Linked DNA regions of Pan troglodytes: region 2 is linked to region 1. The links are chromatin contacts, called in public HiChIP or PLAC-seq maps. All regions are on one chromosome and are shown on one strand. Each heading gives the region's core, a stretch centred on a gene start, on an enhancer-like site or on the middle of the called end of the contact. The rest is flanking DNA. Distances are from core to core; before and after follow the strand shown.

Region 1 (5,847 bases), core at 2,363-4,862:
GACACATGGACCCAGGTTCATCGTAATGTAAAACCAAGGATCAACTTTAGTCTCATCCAAAACACATCAGCTCTCTTAAACACACCAAATGTTACCCCCTTTAAAACATAAAATACACTGAGATCGCTGTTCAAGCATCATACTTTCTAACAACAGGAAATGTTTGCAGAATTAAGGCCCTGGACACCTTCTTCAGTTTAAGCAGTCAGCACTTGATGGATCTTTTGTAGCTGTAACACAATTTAAGTAGCTACTTTCTGAAAGAAAAAGTCAGTTTAACAAGACCCTAATTTGAGAATGTTTAATTCTATAAATACATTATTATGGCGACAGAGCATAAAGTAGAAAGTTCCCTATGCTTAAGGAACCACTAATAGATTTGCCGAAATATCAAGGCACGAGGCACTGGCCTATTCAGCTAAAACAGAAGTTCATATAATTGGGAGTTAAGGCCAAGACACCATTCATATGCCTCTTATGCTCGAAGGCTATGACCTTTAAACCTTTGTCTTTCTTCAATCTCTCCCATCTTTTAAACACCCTATATACTCATAAGTTGTTAGAAACCAGTACCATCTTTTAAAGTCCTGGCAACTGTACCGTATTTTAATAAACACCATTCCCTAATTGATTTGCTTCTGAAATAGATTATTGAATACCTTTCAAACATTGAACATGAAGAGACAAAAAACTCTCTTAATGGCAGTGATTTTAGTAAAATCGATGGATGTTTTGGCTATCATCACCTAAGTGTCTACCATGACCAAACACTGATGTCACCATTTAAGTAACAAATCAGGAAGTTTTGCTAAATGAGAATTAAATTTGCCTAGCCCTCCTTCCTTATCTGGTTTGATGCAAGCAATTTCCCTCTCAGCAATACATTTACTTTCTAGATGTAAGAGAAAAACTGAAAATTTACATCCTGACATCCACTGTGATGCAGAGGTGGACCTGACAATTTGGACAAGTCAGTCTCTTTCATCTTCCTATGTCAGTTCGAATGGGCTTTTAAGGTAAACTACTATCTAAACTTTTTTTTTTCAGTTACAAAGCTAAAAGATGACCCGTATTAATAGCTTAACAGGAAACAAAGTTTTGCTGAAAAACATTTTTGTGGATAAGCGGGGCTTCAAAAGTTGGTTAAATTAGTTAGTATTAGACACCCACATATTGGGTGACAAATTGGTCTAAACTGACCTTAGAAAAGGCAGTTGTAGTGGCAGGTTTCTAGAACCTGACAGGTCGCTGATATTAGTATCTAATAGCAGTCCTCTGATCTAGGAGGAAAAATTAAACGTGTCTCTCTTGATACTTAGTGGAGTCAGTAAACAATGTCCTCAGTCTGCGAATGACTGATACTAAGAACCACACCTTCAATTTTCTAGCTCAGGCCCTGGTTTCCCTCCTCCCACTTCCCTCCCAACCCAGGCAGGTTATTACAGACAAGCAGGCAGTTACGTTGCTTCAAAATATTTAATACGTGTTAGACACGTAGAAGTTACATTTTTATACAAAAATCAATACAACGAAGGAGAAAATACTGTACAAAAACCTTATCAGCTCCCCCAACCTTTATACAACAAAGACTGGAGTCACCATATCTACAAAACCATAAGGTCTTTCCACTTCGGGCTTCTGTCTGTAAACTCTCATTTAACACTTTTTAAAAGCACTGTGTAGTACTTCTGACCTAGAGCTTTTAAAAATATATCTTTTCTCTATAAACTCCATTATTTCCAAGCTTGAACTCTTCTGTGAAGTTCGTCAAGCTTTTTCTCCCCTGCGGGGAAGCAAAGGACCGTTAATACGCCCCTTTCCTAGAGTAATCACAGGATATAAACGTTTCTTCATTGGGAGAGAAAGGTGGGGAGGGACAGAAGGAATCCAAGTCTGTGCTCTTGGCTAAATCCCTCTCGTCTTAGGAAATCCTGTGCGGAAACGCCACTCCTGGCCCTGAAGCGGGTCTAGCTTTCCGGTGAGGGGTGGGTGTAAAGTCCCTCCCTCCCCGGAGAACGAATGGGGAACTCCCCGACCCAAACCTTTTAGCCGCTTCCTTCTCCACGCAGCCGGCAGAGGAAAGTCCCTGTCTGCCCCCAATCTCTTAAACCCTGGGGAAGGAGTGGTGCATTCCAGAAGAGCAAAATAGTCTTAATGCCACAAGACAAACTTACATACACAGACATACACAAACACAAAAGTTAACGATCGTCCTCTTCCAATGAGCCTCAAGCTCCCAGGTCTCCAGATAAGCCAGATGCGCCCGGGGGCAGTTTGCGATGCCCAGAGGCAACCAGTCTGCCCAACGCGCTCAGCGCCCGCGGTCTCTGGGCGTCCTCGCAGCCGGGAAGGGCCTGGCCCTCACTTCGGGGACGCCCGCTGCTCCACCTCCTCCCCGCAGGGGGGCCAAGGGCTCAGAAAGCCACGATGGCTGTGCTCCAGGGGTTCATGTCTCTCAGCACCGGCTTATCGCAGCAGATCTGCCCGGGCTCGGCGGCTTCCGGACCGCTCTCCTCTCCCTCCTCTTCCTCCCTGCCGCCCCCGGGGCTTTTCCGTAGGAGTCCCGAGAAACTGGAACCGAAGATGCTGATGAGGTTAGCCACGTTCCCGGTCTCCATCTCCTCCGCGTCGTCGTCCTCTCCTCCACTCGGCGGCTGCTCTAAGTTCCGGCGGGGCTTCTTGAGCGGGGTCGAGCCGGGCGCCGGGCAGCCCGCTGGGCCGCCGCCCACCCCCGCCGCGCAGCGCTTCCTGGGGCACACCGCGGGCGGCGCGGGGGGCTCGTCCTCGGCTGGTCGCGGCGCGCAGCAGCAGGCAGCGCGGGGGGTCGCGGCCGGTGTACCCGGCGGGTCCTCCCCGCCTAGGGGGCAGCCGCAGGGGCGGCGCGCGGCACGAGATACCTCAGGAAAGACGCCCCAGCCTCCGGCGGTACCCTCGGCTTCTCTGGCTGCCGCCTGGCGCGGCCCCTCCACGCGGCTCCAAGCAGCTTCCGTCGCGTCCGCCTCTCCGCCCTGAAAAACGTCCCCGACTCCAGTCACCGTGGCCACCGGCACCTCGTCCCCTACCCGCGGCGCGTCTGAGACGGAGGAGCGCTCCGGCTGCGGCTCGGTCTCCGGCCAAGAGGCACGAGCGGCGGGCGGGGGCGGCTCTCCCCAGCCGGCGGGTGGCCCGGCCGCCGGCTCCCCGGGCTGCTGCTGCGGTGGCGGTGCCGGGGTCCCAGCGGGACCGGCCAGGTAGAGGCCGGGGCACGGGTCGCTCAGGTAGACTTGGCGGGCGCTGCGCAGCACCAGCGAGACCAGGAGGTTCTTATGCAGCTTGATGCCGCCGCGCTGGACCCGCGAGTTGTAGATCTTGCCCAGAGAGATGCTGACGATGCGGTGAGCCTCCAGCTTGAACTCCATCCTGCTTCCCCTGCACAGGGCCGTCGGCGCCGGGGTGACACGTTTGGAAATTGGGAGGGAACGGGAGGCGCAAACAAGTCCGCCCCCTGGGCACACCCTCGATCACCTAAGACTCCGAAGAGAAACGACTCTGGTGACGCGCGCGCAGATCTACTAACCTCTCCACACAAGACAACTTCCCCGTTTCGGGTCCGGTCGCTAAACAGGGCAGCCCGGCAGCCTCGCGTCTTATATAGGCTCCTCGACCGCCAATCACGAAGGGCCGCCAACCGTTCCGGGGCTGGCCGGCGCGCCCTCGTGCGCCGCGCACGGCCAATCGGAGCCCGAGGAGGGGCGCCAGGGCCCGTTCGAACGTTAGTCCCGCGGAGCAGGCTCTTAAAGGGGGCGACGGCTTGCGGCCGCAGACCAGGCCCGTGGGGAGTGAATGTTGGGGACGGTGCTCGAGAGCGCTACCGTTTGGAGTTACAGATTCTGGCTTGTGCGATGGCTTGCCGGAACCAAAGCGAACAAAATATTCGAACTTTCTTCCGAACACGGTGGTGGACTCTGTTCTGCCATAAAGTCCTGATCCTTCCCGGATCGACTCCGCCCTCACCAGCCACGCCACCGTTTCCAGGCCGGCCACACCTGTAAGCGACCCCCCTCAACCCTGGCAAAAATAGAGATGGTGGCCATACGCGGCGGAGGACACCCCTGGATAACAAATAGTATTACTGCAAAGTATTTGGCAATCATTATTTTTGGATGAGCCGCTTTCCCCGCTAGAGTCACATACACTCTTAGCAGCTGTCAGTTCTAACCCCAAAGGAAAGGGGGATTCCAGAAGTTTTTGGCTAGGTTTTTGGCTTCTTATCAAGGAATCGTGTCTAGATACAAAGTTATTGGTTGTCCTCTAAAGCTGGCATCTTTCACTTTGTTCTCTAGATTCTAGAACAAACCCAGTTATCAAATAAGTTAAATGGAAGATGTTACAGGTTCTCCACAATGATTTTTTTTCCTTTTTTTTTTCATTTCCATTTTTCCATTACAAGGACTGACCCAGTCCACCCTTGGAAAAATCGAGCAAGTTCTGAAAATAAAAAGAAAGAAGTCCTGTGTTCCCATGATGATGTCATAATTTCATTTCGTGTCAAGGTAAAAATATAGTGCTAGGGAGTTCCAGAATTTTCTGGTCAGTCAACAACTTAGTCCATCTACTGGTCCTTATAAGTATATCAGGACACAATTACCACGGGGTTGCCCAGGGTCCTGGACTGGAAACATGGAGTCACTTCCAGTTAGTTCCACCGAAGCTCCACCACAGACCTGCCTGAGGACTCTGGGTAAATAACCTCAGGCCGCTTCAATGTCTCCACTGCTGAAAAGGGGGAAGTCACATACACATCTGCTTTATTGTACAGACGATAAATGACAACTTCTCAGCCACAATCTGAATGAGAAAACTAAGCACTGCTTTCTTGGAGTCCATGTGGAACCCTGGGCCTGATCCTGCCCCGGGGTTGGTCAAGCAATGAATTTATTTAGGAAAAATACCAGTGAAGAGTGGGCTTGATCATGACCAATTCACAATCTCCAGAGGATGTGATGGCTCAATAGCATTACCTGTGCCCACAACTGATGGTAACTGAGACAGCAGGCTCTGAGACCCAGAGTTCCTCCCCTCTAGGAATTTTCAGCCCACGTAGAGGAAGAGATAAAATAATGACACAAATAATTACAAAACCAAATAGCATATATTGAGTAATGACGCAAGAATTTTTCTCTTCTCTTTTTCTTTGCAAGTTATTAGTCACTATAAAGCAATGGCTAAGAGCACAGGCTGAGGAGGCTGGCTTCCTAGGTTGGAATCCCAGCTTCACCTTTCACTTGCTGCATGGCCTCTGGAAAATTATTTCACTTCTCTGTGCTGCTGTCTTTTTTATTACAAAATAATCAGCCGGGTGTGGTGGCTCACGCCTGTAATCCTATCACTTTGGAAGGACAAGGTGGGCGGATCACTTGAGATCAGGAGTTCAAGACCAGCCTGGCTAATATGGTGAAACCCTGTCTCTACTAAAAAAAAAAAAGACAGTAATTAGCCTGGCATGGCGGCAGGTGCCTGTAATCCCAGCTACTCGGAAGGCTGAGGCAGGAGAATTGCTTGAACACAGGAGGCAGAGGTTGCAGTGAGCCGAGATCACACCATTGTACTCCAGCCTGGGCAACAGAGTGAGACTCTGTCTCAAAAAATACAATAAAATAAATATAAATATAATAATAATAATGCCTACCTCTTAGAGTTTTTGTGAGGGTAGAACAAGGTAGCATATGCAAAGCTCATAGAACAGCACCTGGCATATAATAAGCTATCAATGTAGGCTAGTTCTCAGAACACACTACCCCACATACTACCCTGGGGTGGGAGAAGAGGCTGGGAGAAGAAAGGAACATAGATGGGAGAAAGTTTCAC
Region 2 (5,310 bases), core at 327-2,826, 570 kb after region 1:
TAATTAGTTCATTCTCACTGATGAATAGTATTCCATCATGTAAGCACACCAGTTTATCTCCATTCTAGTGTTGATGGACATTCGGGAGCTTCCAGTTTGGAGCAATTAGGAATTAGTTCACAGTGCTGCTATGAATGTTCTCCTACATGTTTTTGGTGAATGCCATGTATATATTCCCGCTGGGGAGGAGTCGAATTGTTGTATATTTATGTTCAGCTTTAGTAGATAATGCCAAACATTTTTCCACAGTGATTGTACCAATTTATGCTCACACCAGCAGTGTAAAAGAATTCTGGTTGCTCTCTTTCCCATGTTATGTAAACTCTTCCAGAATACAGAAAAAGATGAAAACTTCTAAATGCATTCTACAAGGATTCTATTACCTTGATACAAAATTGAGAAAGTATAGAAAAGGAAAAGTATAGGTTAATGACATCTTTAAATGGAACTGTAAAGATAATGAAAATATTAGCAAACTGAACCTACAAATTTTTTTAAAAAACCAAACCAGGACCAGAATGGGTTTATTCCAACAACAGAAGTAATGCTCAAAACTAGGAGGTTTTGAAATAATGCATACTAATTTATCAATGTTAGCTATTATATAATTCATTAAATCCCAAATTTATTTTTGTTAATATAATTCATTAAAATAGAAACTGTTAATATAATTCCTTTCGAAGACTAGAGGAGAAAAGCAGATAATCTCCAAAGATGCCAAAAAAGCCGTTGATAATATTCAATTCTCACTTTAATAAAAATTCTAGAAACAAAGATATAAAAGTCCACGTTCTCTCTCCTTCAGTCTACTTGTCGGGTTCATCATCCATTATTACCCCACATGAAAGCTAACTTCTTTTTCCTTGCTCCTCCATTTGCTAGCTGTGCAGCCTTTGACAAGTTACTTAACCACTCTGTGCTGATTTCCTATGTGTAAAATAAGAGTACCTACCTTATGTTGTAATGATCAAGTCCTCAATACATTATTCTTAATCACTTTTTAATTGCAAGAATTTGGTCATTAAACATCCCTTTGACTGGATTGCGAGCACCTTGACAGCAGGGACTAACAGTGGAACTTAAGGAATGTTTGTTGAATCCTGATGCAAGCTTTCTCACCTTCCTGTGTTCTCTCATTGCTTCCTCATCCTGTCCAGCCGTCCGTCCACCCGTCGCAAGCCTAACCCCAGTCAATAACCACTGTTTACAACACTTTCTTTGTACCCTTCTTATAGTGCTTATTACATTGTTTTGAATACTAAATGAATATATAGTGCGTCGTTGTGTTTAACATTTAGGACATAACCACTCATAATGTTACAGTTAAAAAAATAGTTTTGTGCATTCCTCTAGGGCCGAACTGTGCCGTACTTCTGGTTTCACTGTATAGTGTCTACAAAGCACAGTGTCAAAGACACAGCTCGGGATGAGAACTGGGCTAAGGCGCGCCCCGCACTCCCCAAACCCTATTATTCACGGCCCGGAGAGGTGCGGGCTCCGAAGGTGTGGAGAGCGAAACACGCAGAGCAGTGATTCCACTCATCAGTCACACAGTAAGGCGGGACAGCCCCATCTCGCAGTTTTTCATTATTCAACACAGAGCCCAACGCGCACGCAACAGATCCGCGCGCAGGGCTGTTTGGGGGCGCTTGGGGCGCACAGTCTGGGGCAGGCGGAACCTCAGTCCTCAGCCCCGCGTTTCCCGCGACTCCGCTCTCACCGCTACACTACCACACAAACGGCCTCCTTCCCCCACCCCCGGGGGCCCATCCCGGTGGCGGGCTCCGGAGCTCGGGACTGCTAATTTCAGCGAAACGATTAAAAGACGCCCCTACAGCTGACGGCACTTTCTCTCCCCCGGCAGGGAAGGACGTCCAGCGTAGCGTCGCCCACGCTTCCCCGCCGGCGCAGAGCAGGCCTCACAGAAGCGCACGCCGCTGGCACGCACGCCGCCCCGCCCCCACGTCCCAGCGCCAGCCGCGCCCCGCGCTTGCACGCATCCCGGCCTCACTGCCCCTCGACTCTTGTTCCGTTGGAGGGGCCTGAGGCGAGCTTGAGCGCGCTTTTGGCCGGAGGGAAGCCGGAGGAGACCGGGTCGACTGGGCAGAGCGGCAGAGGGTCGAGGAGCCTGCTCTGCACGCCCAGGGAGTAGAAGTGGGCAGGGAGCAGGGTCACGTGAGGGAGCACGCCGCGACTGAGCTTGGGTCCGACTGGAGCTCAGGCTCGCGACCCAGACTGGTGGGCCAGGCCTCCAAGCCGGCCTTACACCCAATCCAAGGAGGACAGACCGGACACAGAGGGACGGAGCGAGCAAGGAGACATGGCCTCATCATTCCTGCCCGCGGGGGCGATCACCGGCGACAGCGGTGGAGAGCTGAGCTCAGGGGACGACTCCGGGGAGGTGGAGTTCCCCCATAGCCCTGAGATCGAGGAGACCAGTTGCCTGGCCGAGCTGTTTGAGAAGGCTGCCGCGCACCTGCAAGGCCTGATTCAGGTGGCCAGCAGGGAGCAGCTCTTGTACCTGTATGCCAGGTACAAACAGGTAAAGTAGCAGGGAGAGGGTGGATGGGGGAGAAAGACACGGAGCCTTCTTCCTCAACAACTGATAGCAAGCATGTATGGTTAATAGCTAGGTGTAATGAAGCTTGTGTATGTGTATTTTGTTTTGGTTTTTTTTGACCATCTGCTGGGGATGAGCATCATCCTGAACGTGGACAAGATGTTTGCTTTCCTAGGAGTGATGTTTATTTAGCTGGACACTGGACATTGTTTTTCTGTTTTTTTCTCTGACTTATTCAGTGATCTTGCATTTTACCAGCCCAAGAACCTTTACAAAATGAAGATAAAATGAGATATATCATTCATTTACTCTTTCCCAGAGGGCCACATGGAAGTAAATACGGTAAAGTTAATAAAACTATATAGAGATCCAAAAAGATAATAGGATTGTAATAATGTGATGCAGGGCTGGGCGTGGTTGCTCACGGCTGTAATCCCAGCACTTTGGGAGGCCGAGGCGGGAGGATCACCTGAGGTCGGGAGTTGGAGACCAGCCTGACCAACATGGAGAAACCCCGTCTCTACTAAGTTAGCCGGGCGTGGTGGCGCATGCCTGTAATCCCAGCTACTCGGGAGGCTGAGGAGGCGGAGGTTGCGGTGAGCGAAGATTGTGCGCCATTGCACTCCAGCCTGGGCAACAAGAGCGAAGAAACTCCACCTCAAATAATAATAATAATAATGTGATGCGATGCAAAATGCAGTATTACAACTTTTATTGTGATTTTTATAAAATCCTAAATATCTCTGATGTATGTTTTCGTTGAGTATGTCTTCCTTTCTGTTTGATACAATCTAAAAATTTTAGAGCTATGAACACCAGAGGAAATAATGCCCTTCTTTTACAGTAAAGGAAACTGAAGGCCATAGAGAGTAGGCACCTTTCCTAGGGTCATACAAATACATCAGTCAGAACTGGATTGTAGCTCCTGACTCAGTCTAAGGCTGTGAACTTTACCTGGAAATAGGGAGGTGTATAGACACGTTTAATTTATAATTCAGGGTGACATTGGTTGATACCAGAAGGAAAATAATTGCTTTATCATAAGCAACATATATTTGTTCAGCAGCTTTTATGTGCAAGACACTTGGGTATAATGCCTACAGAGAATGCAGAGAAGCAAAAACATCATGACACTCACTTTTTTTTTTACAGAGGGTCTGGGTTTCACCACATTTCCCAGGCTGGTCTTGAACTCCTGAGCTCAGGCGATCCACCTGCCCAAAGTGCTGGGATTACAGGCATGAGCCACTGCACCTGGCTGACACTTTTTTTTTTTTTTTTTTTTGAGATGGAGTTTTGCTCCTGTTGCCCAGGCTGGAGTGCAGTGGCTGGATCTTAGCTCACTGCAACCTCTACCTCCCCGGTTCAAGCGATTGTCCTGTCCCAGCCTCCCGAGTAGCTGGGATTACAGGTGCCTGCTGCCATGCCCGACTAATTTCTTGTATTTTTAGAAGAGACGGGGTTTCATCATGTTCGCCAGGCTGTTCTTGAACTCCTGACCTTAGGTGATCTGCCTGCCTTGGCCTCCCAAAGTGCTGGGATTACAGGTGTGAGCCACCACGCCCCGCCAACATTTGCTTTAAGAGACTTAAAGTACTTGAGGAGTCTAGGTTTGAACATACCTGAAAAATTGCTGACAAGAGTTAAATAACAGTTCAGGAAAATTACAGCTCTTTGAAACACTAGAGGAAAGGAAATTCTGGATAATAGCCTATTTTGTTTTATTAAAAATGTGTAACCTTTTTTTCTTTTTGCCTCTTGACATAGTTACATATTTTCCCCTGTATTTGTTAAAGGAAAAATAAGTTGGGGGAGAGGCCCTGCTGTGTTCTTTTTGTTGTTGTTTTTTTTTAACTAAAAAAGTTTTTTTAGAGACAGGATCTTGTTTCGTTGCTCAGGCTGGAGGGCAGTTACACACTCATAGCTCACTGCAGCCTTGAAGCTTCTGGCTTCAAGCGATCCTCCTGCGTACGCCTCCTGAAGTACTGTTATTACAGACATGATCCCGCATGCCCAGCCCCACTGTGTTCTTAAACTGGATGTACTGAGTAAAAATGAACCTTGTTTTGAAGGTTGATGGTCATTATTATGAATATCAGTTAATGTGACCTGAGAGAGAAAGCTGTAGGAACAAATGGTATAAATTATAGTGTTGAATGAAAATTACCTCCAAATTGGCCTTGGAATTAGCTTTCTTGGAAAAGTTGTAGATATCTGTTTTCTCTTTGGTCATTTGTTATACTTTGTCCTAATAACATTAGAGTGAAACTTTTGATTATTTAACAAATATTTACTGAGAATCATATTTTAGGACCTGTAATATGTCTGATGATTCTCTGGGCAGTATGAGACTGATTTTCCCCAAATTCCCTAGAAAATATTATTTTTCGTTCTAGGACATATCTTTATTTATTGATATTGGTGTCATTATTAAATACTATATTTCTAAGTCATCAGTGAACTGTAGTCACCTATTGACTTGGGAACCATTTTGTCTCAGGCATACTCACTTCATCCAGATAAGATGAAGGAGGGATGTCCCTCATCCTTTCAAGAACTTGACTTTATGGTGTTTAGAGATATTCTGTATCTGAAAATAAAATTCTGCATTGTTAGAGAATAATATGCTTACTTATATATGACACTGGGCCACAGTTTTCATCAATCTCCTAAATATTTTTGACAAAATTGTGAGATAGTGTTAAGAATAGCATCTTTGATAGAATAATAAAGTTGGAAGTCCAATATCA

Evidence for each region. HiChIP or PLAC-seq counts read pairs in DNA pulled down with a chosen protein or histone mark.
Region 2: an H3K4me3 HiChIP or PLAC-seq map of stem cell-derived excitatory neurons shows a contact between it and region 1, with 2.9 times the contacts expected there. The contact joins the promoter of ACBD6 here to the promoter of IER5 in region 1. A contact is called at or near these places in 1 of 7 Hi-C or Micro-C datasets (stem cell-derived neural progenitor cells) and 1 of 1 datasets of contacts at active chromatin or transcription factors (stem cell-derived excitatory neurons).

What each region holds. Positions count from the first base shown.
Region 1 is chr1:68,043,667-68,049,513 of NHGRI_mPanTro3-v2.0_pri, forward strand. IER5 (immediate early response 5) reads right to left here and starts at 3,613. Exons shown (of 1, transcript XM_016933680.3): 1 at 1,458-3,613. The coding sequence starts at 3,398. The coding sequence ends at 2,415.
Region 2 is chr1:68,619,494-68,624,803 of NHGRI_mPanTro3-v2.0_pri, forward strand. ACBD6 (acyl-CoA binding domain containing 6) reads left to right here and starts at 1,577. Exons shown (of 8, transcript XM_524985.8): 1 at 1,577-2,542. The coding sequence starts at 2,321.